3 separate regions of the Hordeum vulgare genome follow, and all the other regions are linked to region 1. Evidence: chromatin contacts called from public Hi-C data. All regions are on one chromosome and are shown on one strand. Each heading gives the region's core, a stretch centred on a gene start, on an enhancer-like site or on the middle of the called end of the contact. The rest is flanking DNA. Distances are from core to core; before and after follow the strand shown. Region 1 holds the start of LOC123395310 (heat shock cognate 70 kDa protein 2-like). Region 2 holds the start of LOC123399829 (nuclear pore complex protein NUP93A-like). Region 3 holds the start of LOC123396518 (ubiquitin-related modifier 1 homolog).

What was found. Hi-C and Micro-C count contacts between places; a contact is called where the count stands out from the background.
Region 2: a Hi-C map of seedling shows a contact between it and region 1, with 4 times the contacts expected there. The contact joins the promoter of LOC123399829 here to the promoter of LOC123395310 in region 1. A contact is called at or near these places in 2 of 6 Hi-C or Micro-C datasets (leaf and seedling) and 1 of 1 datasets of contacts at active chromatin or transcription factors (embryo).
Region 3: a Hi-C map of seedling shows a contact between it and region 1, with 6 times the contacts expected there. The contact joins the promoter of LOC123396518 here to the promoter of LOC123395310 in region 1. A contact is called at or near these places in 3 of 6 Hi-C or Micro-C datasets (leaf and seedling) and 1 of 1 datasets of contacts at active chromatin or transcription factors (embryo).

What each region holds. Positions count from the first base shown.
Region 1 is chr5H:91,779,797-91,783,388 of MorexV3_pseudomolecules_assembly, forward strand. LOC123395310 (heat shock cognate 70 kDa protein 2-like) reads right to left here and starts at 2,011. Exons shown (of 2, transcript XM_045090294.1): 1 at 1,679-2,011. The coding sequence starts at 1,892. LOC123400510 (a small nucleolar RNA gene) reads right to left here and starts at 140; the gene lies at 57-140. It overlaps LOC123400507 (a small nucleolar RNA gene), which reads right to left and starts at 316; the gene lies at 230-316. LOC123400511 (a small nucleolar RNA gene) reads right to left here and starts at 521; the gene lies at 438-521. It also overlaps LOC123400508.
Region 2 is chr5H:91,135,502-91,139,093 of MorexV3_pseudomolecules_assembly, forward strand. LOC123399829 (nuclear pore complex protein NUP93A-like) reads right to left here and starts at 1,525. Exons shown (of 15, transcript XM_045094208.1): 1 at 1,312-1,525; 2 at 1,109-1,200; 3 at 908-974; 4 at 155-214; 5 at 1-80. The coding sequence starts at 1,434.
Region 3 is chr5H:92,330,717-92,334,308 of MorexV3_pseudomolecules_assembly, forward strand. LOC123396518 (ubiquitin-related modifier 1 homolog) reads left to right here and starts at 1,549. Exons shown (of 5, transcript XM_045091436.1): 1 at 1,549-1,928; 2 at 2,619-2,906; 3 at 3,245-3,323; 4 at 3,416-3,498. The coding sequence starts at 2,884.

The DNA of each region.
Region 1 (3,592 bases), core at 761-3,260:
TAAACATATAAAAAATATCTCAACATTGCATCAAACAAATTAACATGAACTTGCCATGCAATCTCAGCCGAAAGATGGTGATCTTGTTGATAATAATCACAGTGATTCAGCAAATGGGATTGTTTGCATCACAGATTGCACAGCAATAAAACAGGTTTAGCATTGAATTTCGCTTTCAGAATTAAAAAGTTTAATCATATGAAAATATCTCGACGGTAAAAATAGCAATGGGAGATCAGATGGTAGTGCATGATGTAAATTGATCATCACAGTGAATGCAGAAATGTGGTATGGTTATGATATCATCACTTCTCCCAGCAAATGGGGATTGTTTGCATCACATGTTTCACAGCAACAAAACAGATTTAGCATTGAATTCGGCTTTCAGAATTCAAGAGTTTAAACATTGCATCAAACAAATTAACATGAACTTGCCATGCAATCTCAGCCAAAAGATGGTGATCTTGTTGATAATAATCACAGTGATTCAGCAAATGGGATTGTTTGCATCACAGATTGCACAGCAATAAAACAGGTTTATCATTGAATTTGGCTTCAGAATTAAAAAGTTTAATCATATGAAAATATCTCAACAGTAAAAATAGCAATGGGAGATCAGATGGTAGTGCATGATGTAAATTGATCATCACAGTGAATGCAGAAATGTGGTATGGTTATGATATCATCACTTCTCCCATCAAGAATAAACCAGACAAAATGAACTCCACATCAAAATCCCATAAGTAGCAAAAAAAAAAGGAATGAGTGATTGAGCCACAGATTGTTCAGATTGAAAACCATGAAAACCATGGGCACATTCAGCTTGCTGCCCTATTTTGACACATCTAAAATTAGACGGGCAAAAAAGGAGGGATTCACCCCAATTCCGCTTCACAAAATGAGGTAGCAAACTTAATAGCCCAGAGCCATCCATCATAAATTCAGCAGAAGAGCGCTTGGATTTTATTTCATCATCAATCTGCTAGCTCCAGAAATAAAACAGAAACACCAATAATAACTAATTGATAAGATAAAACAACAAAGATTGGCACAGAATCCTAGCATGCAGTTTAAGAATGAGAATCAATGAAGTGCACAGTGAACAACAAGTATATCATACAACCAAGTGGGATTTGTTAAAGAATCAGAACATCGATACTCTGGTATTAGTATTCTAACAACCAGGCATAAATCAACCAAGACAATGTAGATTTAAAACATGTCAAACCAAAAGCACTTGGCAAGACAAAGAAATCAAACTCTATAATGACATTAATAATACATGTCTAATATGTATCATTCCTCTAAACTGTGTCGATGGAAGTGTAAAATAACAGACTGTACAGATCTGCTTTAAACAAATAGATCTAAGTGACACCAAATGACTAACAAGATCAACCGAGAAAGCAATGTATACTAACTATAACAGATCTGAAACATTCACACCAACCACTAACAGCTACCTCTACTAACTAACCGTTGCCAGCACAGAAACCTCTACAGCTACCACGGATCTAAGCGATCAAGATACAGGACCAATAACATATCAAGCTAGAACCCATGCGAATGATAATAAAACAGACTAAACGGAGCAGATCGAGGTAGACTACTAATCATTTTATGAAGATAGTAGACAGATCTGAGCGTGCAACGGATGCAAAAGCAAATAGGCGCTCACCGAAGACGGTGTTGATGGGGTTCATCGCCACCTGGTTCTTGGCGGCGTCACCGATGAGGCGCTCGGAGTCGGTGAAGGCCACGTACGACGGCGTGGTGCGGTTGCCCTGGTCATTGGCGATGATTTCGACTCTGTCGTGCTGCCACACGCCGACGCACGAGTACGTCGTGCCGAGGTCGATGCCGATAGCCGGCCCATCGCCCTTCGCCGCCATCTCTCGCGCTCCGGGGAGCTTGAAAGCTCTCTAGGGTTTTTCTTCCGGAGGAGGGGGAGCGGCGGCGTGTTGAGGAGGGAGGGAGGACTAGGGTTTGAAGAGGAAGAGTAGAGGGGGCGGAACCGGGGATTTTGTAGGACGGGAGAGGGGCTCTAGAAGGTTCCTGGGCTGCGGGTCGGGATATTAGAGCCGTTCAGATCTGATCCTGCCGCTGATGGCGCACAGGGTGTCGTTTCCGCGGACGCCTTCCTGTTTGGGATGCTTATATTTTTTTATTTTTGCGAAGAATCTCGATTTGGGATGTTCAAACGGCTAGTTTTGACACTTTCGGCAAAAGAGTTGCTTGCATATGGGTAGAAGGAATCTGATCAATCTTGGCAAAAGACTGCCCTGTTTGTTAACAGTTTTAAAATAATGTAGTGAGCGCACGTACTCAGTCGTTGGACCGCGTGGCTCATTTTTTCGCTGATCGTTTCTGATACAAATCTGTTACTTTTGGTTGTTGCAACCCAATACGCGTAAACTATGTCACCCACTTCCTATCATGTCCATTGTTCTTTATTAGTGACTTCGTGGGTGATCTAGACGGAGGCAAACATCAAAGTCTAATGTTTATACATATGTTCATAATTCGTTACATGTCCATTCTTAAAAATGCAATACCAAAGTCTAAGGCTAGACCGCGGGTGCACGCACCTGATGTAACCCGGACTTGGATTTCACTATCACCAATTGTCATAAAATGAATGTTGATGATGCGATTGACAAGAACATGTAGAGGAGCTTTATATCGGTTGTATAATGATGGCTCATATGTAGTTTTGTCGGCTCTTGTTTATCAGGGTTTGCCATATCTTACAATCCTCAAGGCTCTTTCATGTTGAGAAGCCCTCGCTCTCGCGAAGGATCTTGTGTTGCAACATGTCACAGTTGCACCGGTCTACAAAATAATGGTCATGAATATCAACAGCACACCTTGGGCCTCATAGCACCGATTGTGAAGCACATAGAAAAAACTACTAGGGACTTTTCTTTTTTCCAATTTGTTATTAGTCGTGGATGGTTGCTAATAGTTTCAATCATAAGTACATAAAATTCTAAGTAAAGAAGAGCATGTTAGGAGAGCCCTCTCATGCATATAACTGACGATAATTGAATTAGTAGCTTAGTTGATTGCCTACGGACAATTCTTCACACCATACCCTCACTATTCCACACTCGCTATTTGTATTATAGTGTACTAGGGAACATGTGTGTGTCGTTGCATCGGAGAAAACAAAAATAGCTAGTCCCATATACACAATGTGTACATGAGATTATGCGTGTGGCAGCTCGTGTCACCTCGACTTGTGGTATACCTACCCACCGATGTTAGTGCGCTTGACTGTCATATCTTTAGTGGGCGTGATTTTGTACGACAGACAAACATCGAACATCTCAAGATAATCCAAGTTTCTCTTTATTCCCTCTATGGAAAAATGTTATCCTCTATTTTGTTGCTCTCAAGCATCATATTTTCGTTAGTGACGGGTTTTCCCCTCATAGTTTTGGGATGTTTTTTATAAGCCAATGAGAAGCATATCTTTTGGTTGTTGAGTTGTCTACAATTACATTCAAGTCTTCCTTGTCACGATGCTCTCTTAACGTGTGTAGCATTTTTGCTACAACTTTAACCAAAGACAAACAACTTAAAGTATTTT
Region 2 (3,592 bases), core at 275-2,774, 640 kb before region 1:
TGCATCATATAATTGTTAAAACTCTTTAAGTTGTCCTTTTGTGCTCCTTGGATGGATGAGACAATTGCCATTTCATGAAGCTGAAACCACAAACTCGGTGATGCACTCCATGAAATTCAGAAGAAAAATAGCTAAAGAGAGAAAAGGTGTTCACCTGTTGCAGGTATTCCTCGACAGAAGTTGCTTCCGATGGAAAAACATCCTCAAAGGTGGTCTACAATTAAAAAAAATGCCACTATGATGTATACTGATAACATGTTGCCTGAGTGATATTCAAGAGCTGTAGATGTACAGTAACAAGCAAGCGGATATATACATTGACCAACAGGGTAGAAAACAATATTGAGGTAATACGTGCTGGCCTAATTGGTGGCGAAAGATTGTTACACTATGATAAGTAGTAAAATCTGACTTGACCACTCACAACAATATTTTCTGACTTTGAGTAGGAAACTTTACATGAAAACACTACATTGCCTCAACTGAGACTAGAAAACATTGTTTCAGATAAGCGAGTGATTTGCAGCCTCCAGACATAGGGAGTGTGTATTAATAAAGTGGATTACAAGCTCAAAAAAAGACTAGGGAATGTGTGTCTAAAAGTTAAACTAGGATCTTATGTAAGAAGCTAAGAAGGTGACGTTATTCATGTTATTCTTTTCTTTCAGGCAACCAGCACGAGTTCTGCCTCTTCGTGAAGTAAGGAAGTTATTAATACTGCTAATCGAAAAAAACAAGTGAAGAGCCCCGATAGTCGGCTATGGATGAAAGAAAAAAGAGTGCAGCACAAAATGTCAAGACTACGAAAATCAACTGCCTCGTCTAAACGACCGACACATAAGATTATCTATATAGCATTCTCTGAAATGAACCCTGCATGCATTTTCCAGGTTTACAAGCTAATCACCTTGAGTTCGAATGACTTGAGGTCTCTGGTGAGCTGCTCAGCATTGATCCCCTCGCGCGCCAGCAACCTGCAGATGCACAGCCGAAACCCTAAGTCCAATCCAAAACACCAGAAGCGGCAATCCTGATTCGAACGAAACACGACGGGGAGATGGGCAGAGAGGCTCTCTCAGAGTTAACTAAAGGGGTCCAGGAGAGCAACCTGGTGGCGGAGAGCGACTGTGACGGCGCCTCGGCGCGGATCGTCTTGGCCTTGAGCTTGGTGGAGAGCACCTCGAGCTGGTCCAGGTTCCTCTGCGCGGGCCAACAACAACGAACCCATCAGGCGGAAAAAAGCAAGGGAGGCTCGGGCGCGGCAAGAGATAGATGCGGGCGAGGAGGGCAAGGAAGAGCGCGATGCATCACCTGGAGGGCAGGGAAGTGAGGGGTGAGGGCGGCCTGCTCGAGGAGCTTGGTGGAGGTGTTGAGAAGCTCTGACCAGCCGCCCATCTCCGTATCTCCTCCGCCATCGGCTCCGACGCCGGCCATCGCCGCCGTAGATGGAGGTGTTCACGGGGAGCTATCTGTGCTCCGGCGCCGCGCTCGAACTGGGGGTTTTGGACTGGCGAACCCTATTGGACGCTCGTTAGCGTCAGAATGTTGAGCCTTCGCTGAGGCGACCGTCCGGTTGGGCCGGCCCACGTACGGCATTGTGTTTTGCTCGTCCGCCGTTTCCTGTGTGTTTTTTTCTGTGGTTTTTTCTTTCGATTTTCTCAATGTTTTGTCTGGTTTTTCAATTGTTTTGTTGTGTTTTCTTCAGTTGCCTTTTTTGTTTTGTTTTACTCTCTGGTTATTTCATGTTCTTTTTTTCTGGTTTTATCTTTTTCTTTCTTTTCTTTATTTTCTTTCTCTTTTCTTTTTTTCATTTTTCGTCCATTAATACTTTATAAGGAAATGTTTTGTCGTTTATTTTTGCATTATGAGGAAATGTTTTGATGAATAATTTGTGTTTCTTGTATTTATTTTGTACTTTTTCTTTTTATTTTTGTGTATTATATAAGAGTTCATCGTGGATTACAAAAATGTTCATTGTATATTTAACAAAAGATTCACTGTACATTAGCAAAATGTTTATTGTGCATTTAAAATATGTTTAATGTATATTACTAAATGTTTAATCTGTATTTCCAAATTATTTAATGTAAATGACAAATGTTCAATGTCTATTTTCAAATTGTTCAGCATATATCGCAAAATGGTTCCATGTGTTTTTTCAAATTGTTCAACGTATGTCAAAAAAAGGTTCAATGTGTATTTAAGAAATGTTCATTGTATATTACGAAAATGTTCAATGTGTATTTTCAAATTATTTATTGTATTGACAAATGTTTAATATGTATTTCCAAATTGTACGACGTATATCACAAAATGGTTCCATTTGTTTTCTCAAATTGTTCAGCGTATATCACAAAAGATTCAATGTCTATTTAAGAAATGTTCATTGTATATTACGAAAATGTTCAATGTATACTATAAATGTTCAGTGCTTGGATTTCTTTATCTTTTTATCTATTACTATATTTAGTTCAGAAATAATTTGCTATCCATGATGGTAGCTACGCATGACCCTAATTTTTTATCTTTAATTATTATTATAAATTACTTTGAACTATAAAAAATAACTCTATAATAAAACTATCGTGACTTTGGACCACCAAGCAAGCAAACACATAGTTATGCCAAAAATGCAAACAAAAAGACTGACAAAAATGAGAAAACACCCTTTCTACACATAAAAAATAAACTCGTGTTAAAAAGTAATAAAAGTACAAATAAAAGTGAGAAAAGGTTATTCCTATACAAGAAAAATACACATGTGCTAATGCTACTGGAACTCAATGCCTCATTTATAAAAAAGGGACACTTGTTTGCATTTTTGGCATAACTGTGTGTTTGCTTGGTTGGTGGTCCAAAGTCGCGATATTTTTATTATAGAGTTATTTTTCATAGTCCAAAATAATTTATAATAAAAAATAAAAATAAAAAATTGGGGTCATGTGTAGCTACCATCATGGGTAGCAAATTATTTGTGGATTTGAGAGCTGATTTCCTTGCACAATTGTTTGGATTTTTTTTATTGATTCATGTTATTATATTATCATTTTAGGATACTTTTTTATATTTAATTTCTATTTTATATTATTTTTGAGCACTAACCTATTAACCCGGTGTCAAGTACCAGTTGATGTTTTCTATATGTTTTCGCTTTTCAGGAATATTGTACCAATCAAAGTCGAAATACCCAGAAACTTTTTGATGATTTTTTGGACAAAATAAGACTTGGAAGCTTCACAAAAAGACCAGAAGGCACACGTGGTGCCCCCAAGCTAACAAGACACGCCCAGGGGGTGTTCGCGCCCTGATGGCTTGGGGCCACCTCCCAGCTCCTCTGGCACTGATTTGTTTGCTATAAATTCATGTATATGTGGAAAACCCTAGAGAGCATCCCGAAACATTTTTTCGCTACCGCAAGCTTATGTTCCGCCGTGTGCCCATCTGGTCCCTGTTCCGGTGCCTTGTCAGAGGGGGTCGATCACAGAGGGCCTTTACATCAACCTTGCTTCTCCCATGGTGATGTGTGAGTAGTTAACCACAAACCTGTGGGTCTGTAGTTAGTACCTTGATGGCTACCTCTCTCTATGTTCTT
Region 3 (3,592 bases), core at 299-2,798, 550 kb after region 1:
GCAGGAATAGATCACCACCACCACCGGAGCGCCGTCACGCTGCCGGAGAACTCATCTACATCCTTGTCTCTCTTGCTGGATCAAGAAGGCGGAGATCGTCATCGAGCTGTATGTGTGCGGAACGCGGAGGTGCCGTCTGTTCAGCACTTGATCAGGACGGATCACGAGACGGTTCGTGGGACGGATCGTGGGACGGTTCGTGGAACGGATCGTGAAGACGTACCACTACATCAACCGCGTTTATTAACGCTTCCGCTTAGCGATCTACAAGGGTATGTGGATCTGATCTCCCTCTCGTAGATGATCATCATCATGATAGGTCTTCGTGTGCGTAGAATTTTTTTGTTCCCATGCAACGTTCCCCAACATGTATGACCCAATTACAGTCCACAACTGCTAGGACGATCTCCAGCGAGAGATATATCTTATGTATAGCAAGCTGGAACAAGCTCTCACATCAAGCGCATCGCGAGTGGGCCGAGCTATTAGCACATTTACTCACTCGCTGTTGATCGATTGCTGCATATTCGATGCTGCTTCGGTTCCTTTTTTTGATCTTTTTGTTTTTCACTCGTTTTCATTGGTTTTTCTTATTGCTTGATATAACTTCTGCTTTCTTTGTTTTTCCTTGGTTTTCACTTGTTTGTTATTTTCTTTATTTTTTTGGTTTCTTTTATTCTTGAATATAACTTTTATTTATTTATTTATCATTTTTTCATATAATTTTTCTTCTTCATTTTCTCATTTTCCTTCCTTTTTCATTTCCTTTTTCATTTTTTCTTGGTTTTCAATGGTTTTTTAGTTTTCGTTGTTTCTTTATCGTTTATCATAGATTTTTTATACTTTTCACTTATTTCTTCAATTTTTTCTTTGTTTCTTTTTTGATTTTCATTTTATTCTTCTTCGTTTTCATTCTACATTTTTAGTATAGAAATTTTCTAATGCCCGTTTAACATTTTCAAATACAAGTTTAACATTTTTTAAGTACTTGGTAAAAAAATTCCATACACGTTTTAGATATTTTTCAATTCCTTGATTAACATTTTTTTATAAAAGGATTAGCATTTTTTCTAATAAATGGTTAACAATTTTGTATATACATTTTTAACATTTTCAAATGATTGATTATTGTTTTTAAAGTGCCAAGCTAGTTTTTTAATGCATGGTTAACACTTTCTTACATGCATTTAATACTTTTCTAATGTTTGATTAAGATATTCTAAATGAAATATTATAATTTTTTAATACGCGGTCATCCATTTTTCTATATACATTTAACGTTTTTCAAAAACTTGATTAACATTTTGCACATGCAAGTTTTAACATTTTTTAATACAATACAAGTTTATATATTTTTAAGACATGGTCAACATTTGTATTTAACATTTTCAAATACTTTATTAACAGTTTTCTATACACATTTAATATTTTTGAAATGCATGATTAACATGTTTTAAAGGCGCGCCGGATCTGAACCCCAGGCCCCCAGGGCGTGCCTGGGCCGTGCCTCTTCTCCATATAGGTCCGCAACCTAGCCGACGACATAGCCAAGGCCCAGGCGCCCAGCTACCGATTCACACTCAGCCACGAGAGCCCACGACGGACGTACGACCTAGAAGCAGTTCGCACGAACGCACGCGAGGGACGGAGGGAGGGCGACCGCGACACCTGCCAGTGCGCCGCGCCGCCGGCTGCCGGCGACTGCCCCCACACTCCTGCCAGGGACTGCCCCGCCCCCTGCCTTTCGACTTCCCCCCACCCCTGCCCCCCAAGCTCCCCAGCCAGGCGGCCGTCCTGTCAGGACAGCCGGTGCTGCTCTAGCCTCTAGGTCTAGGCGGACGCCGCCGCCGCTCTACAGCCTCTACTCCGGCCTCTCCCCTACTCCCCGTCTCCCCGCGCAACCAGCAGTCCGTCCGTCCAGACGACAGGTAATTTTCTCAGATATATAATGCTACGATTTGTCGGCTATGAGTCAATTCAAGATTTCAATACCTGCTCTGTTCCTTTTGTGTTTAATTGAAACTTGAACCAACTATTTACCTGATTCGAATTGTAGCAGAAACTCGAACCAACCAAGACTCCAAGAGTCAATCTTTCAGTGAGTATGTATCTACGTATAGCCCCTGTCTATGTATGAAGAAGGTTTTAATTGAAACTTGAACCAACTATTCAGTCATCTCATGTTGTAGCAGAAACTTGAACCAACTGTGCCTATATGCCACATGCATTGTTGATTTGAAACTGGAGCATTTTGTTGTCAATTCTTTTCATGTTACAAAAATAGAAGATGAAGAGATATTTTTCATCGTTGTCGGCAGTGGAAGAGTCTACACCTGGGGTTTCAGTTTTTTCATATTTTATCTCTTTTGTTTGATTGTTAAGTACTGAGGTTAAATTCTAGAATTATTGAACAATTAAAATTTACTTTGTATGTTATCACATATGGTCTTCTTCTAAATGTCATGATGAGTTTTTGGGTAGTTATAAGTGCCAAAGTTTTTCCATGTTGAATTTTTTTTAGGCCCGGGCTTTGCTCTAATCCTGGCCCCGCCGCTGACTGCTAGCTAATAACCTAATTTCTCTCAAAAAATAAAGCTAACCTAATCCCACTCGAACAGGTACTCGAGCACGCCGCCGCCGCCCACACACCGCCGTACACTCCTCCTCCTCCGCTGCCGAAGCCCTCCACTGCAACACCGCTCTCCGCTGCCGACCACACCGTGCAATCTTGCACGCCTCCAACGCTTCCAACAACTTAACTACCGGCTTCCCTTTTCCGCAACCCTGTCCCCTTCTGCCTTTTATCTTCACTTTTCTCTTGGCCTGATTCCAACAAGGAAATTCTAAAACCCAATCAATCTGCATCGCTTCTGTCCTTCAGCCATGCATCTCACTCTTGAATTCGGGTAATCTTTCTCTCTTTCGTTCGTTTGCTTTTCTCTTTGTGTTTATTACTCCAGCATTTGTCGTTTTTATGGGGTTGATGTGATTAGTTTTAAATAGCGAAGATAGCATCCGCTATTGCATCCGCAATAGCGCTAGCGCAATAGCGAGCGCTATCACTCATATTAAATGTCAATACTTTTTGTTCATGTTCTAGTGATATAAACAATAATCTAGTATTTTTATAAGTTCGCTATGCGGACATAGCGCCCGCAATATCGCCTGCTATCCGCATTCCGCTACGCGGAACCCAGTCCGCTACCAGCCCGCTATCCACTATTTAAAACCATTCATATTTCAGGGGCGGTCTGGAGCTTCTGCTAGAGAAATCCACCAAGGTACACAAGGTGGATGTCCAGCCCAGGGACGGTGAAGACAAGGTGCTTGATCTCAGGAGAGACTGCTTATCGTACTTGCAGTGTGGTTACTATAGAACCTTACATTGTTGTGTGGAATTTTGGTACTTTTGTAGGCCACGATGAAGGGGTTGCTCTCTTGGGTGAAGTCCAATTTGATCAAGGAGCGGCCTGAGATGTTCATCAAGGATGATTCTGTGTATGGTTTCTCTTTTTTTTGTTTCATTCGCTTGTGCAGACGATTTAATGATTGAGTTAGTGCTTTTGCATGGAGTTGCTGGAGCCTTTCCTTT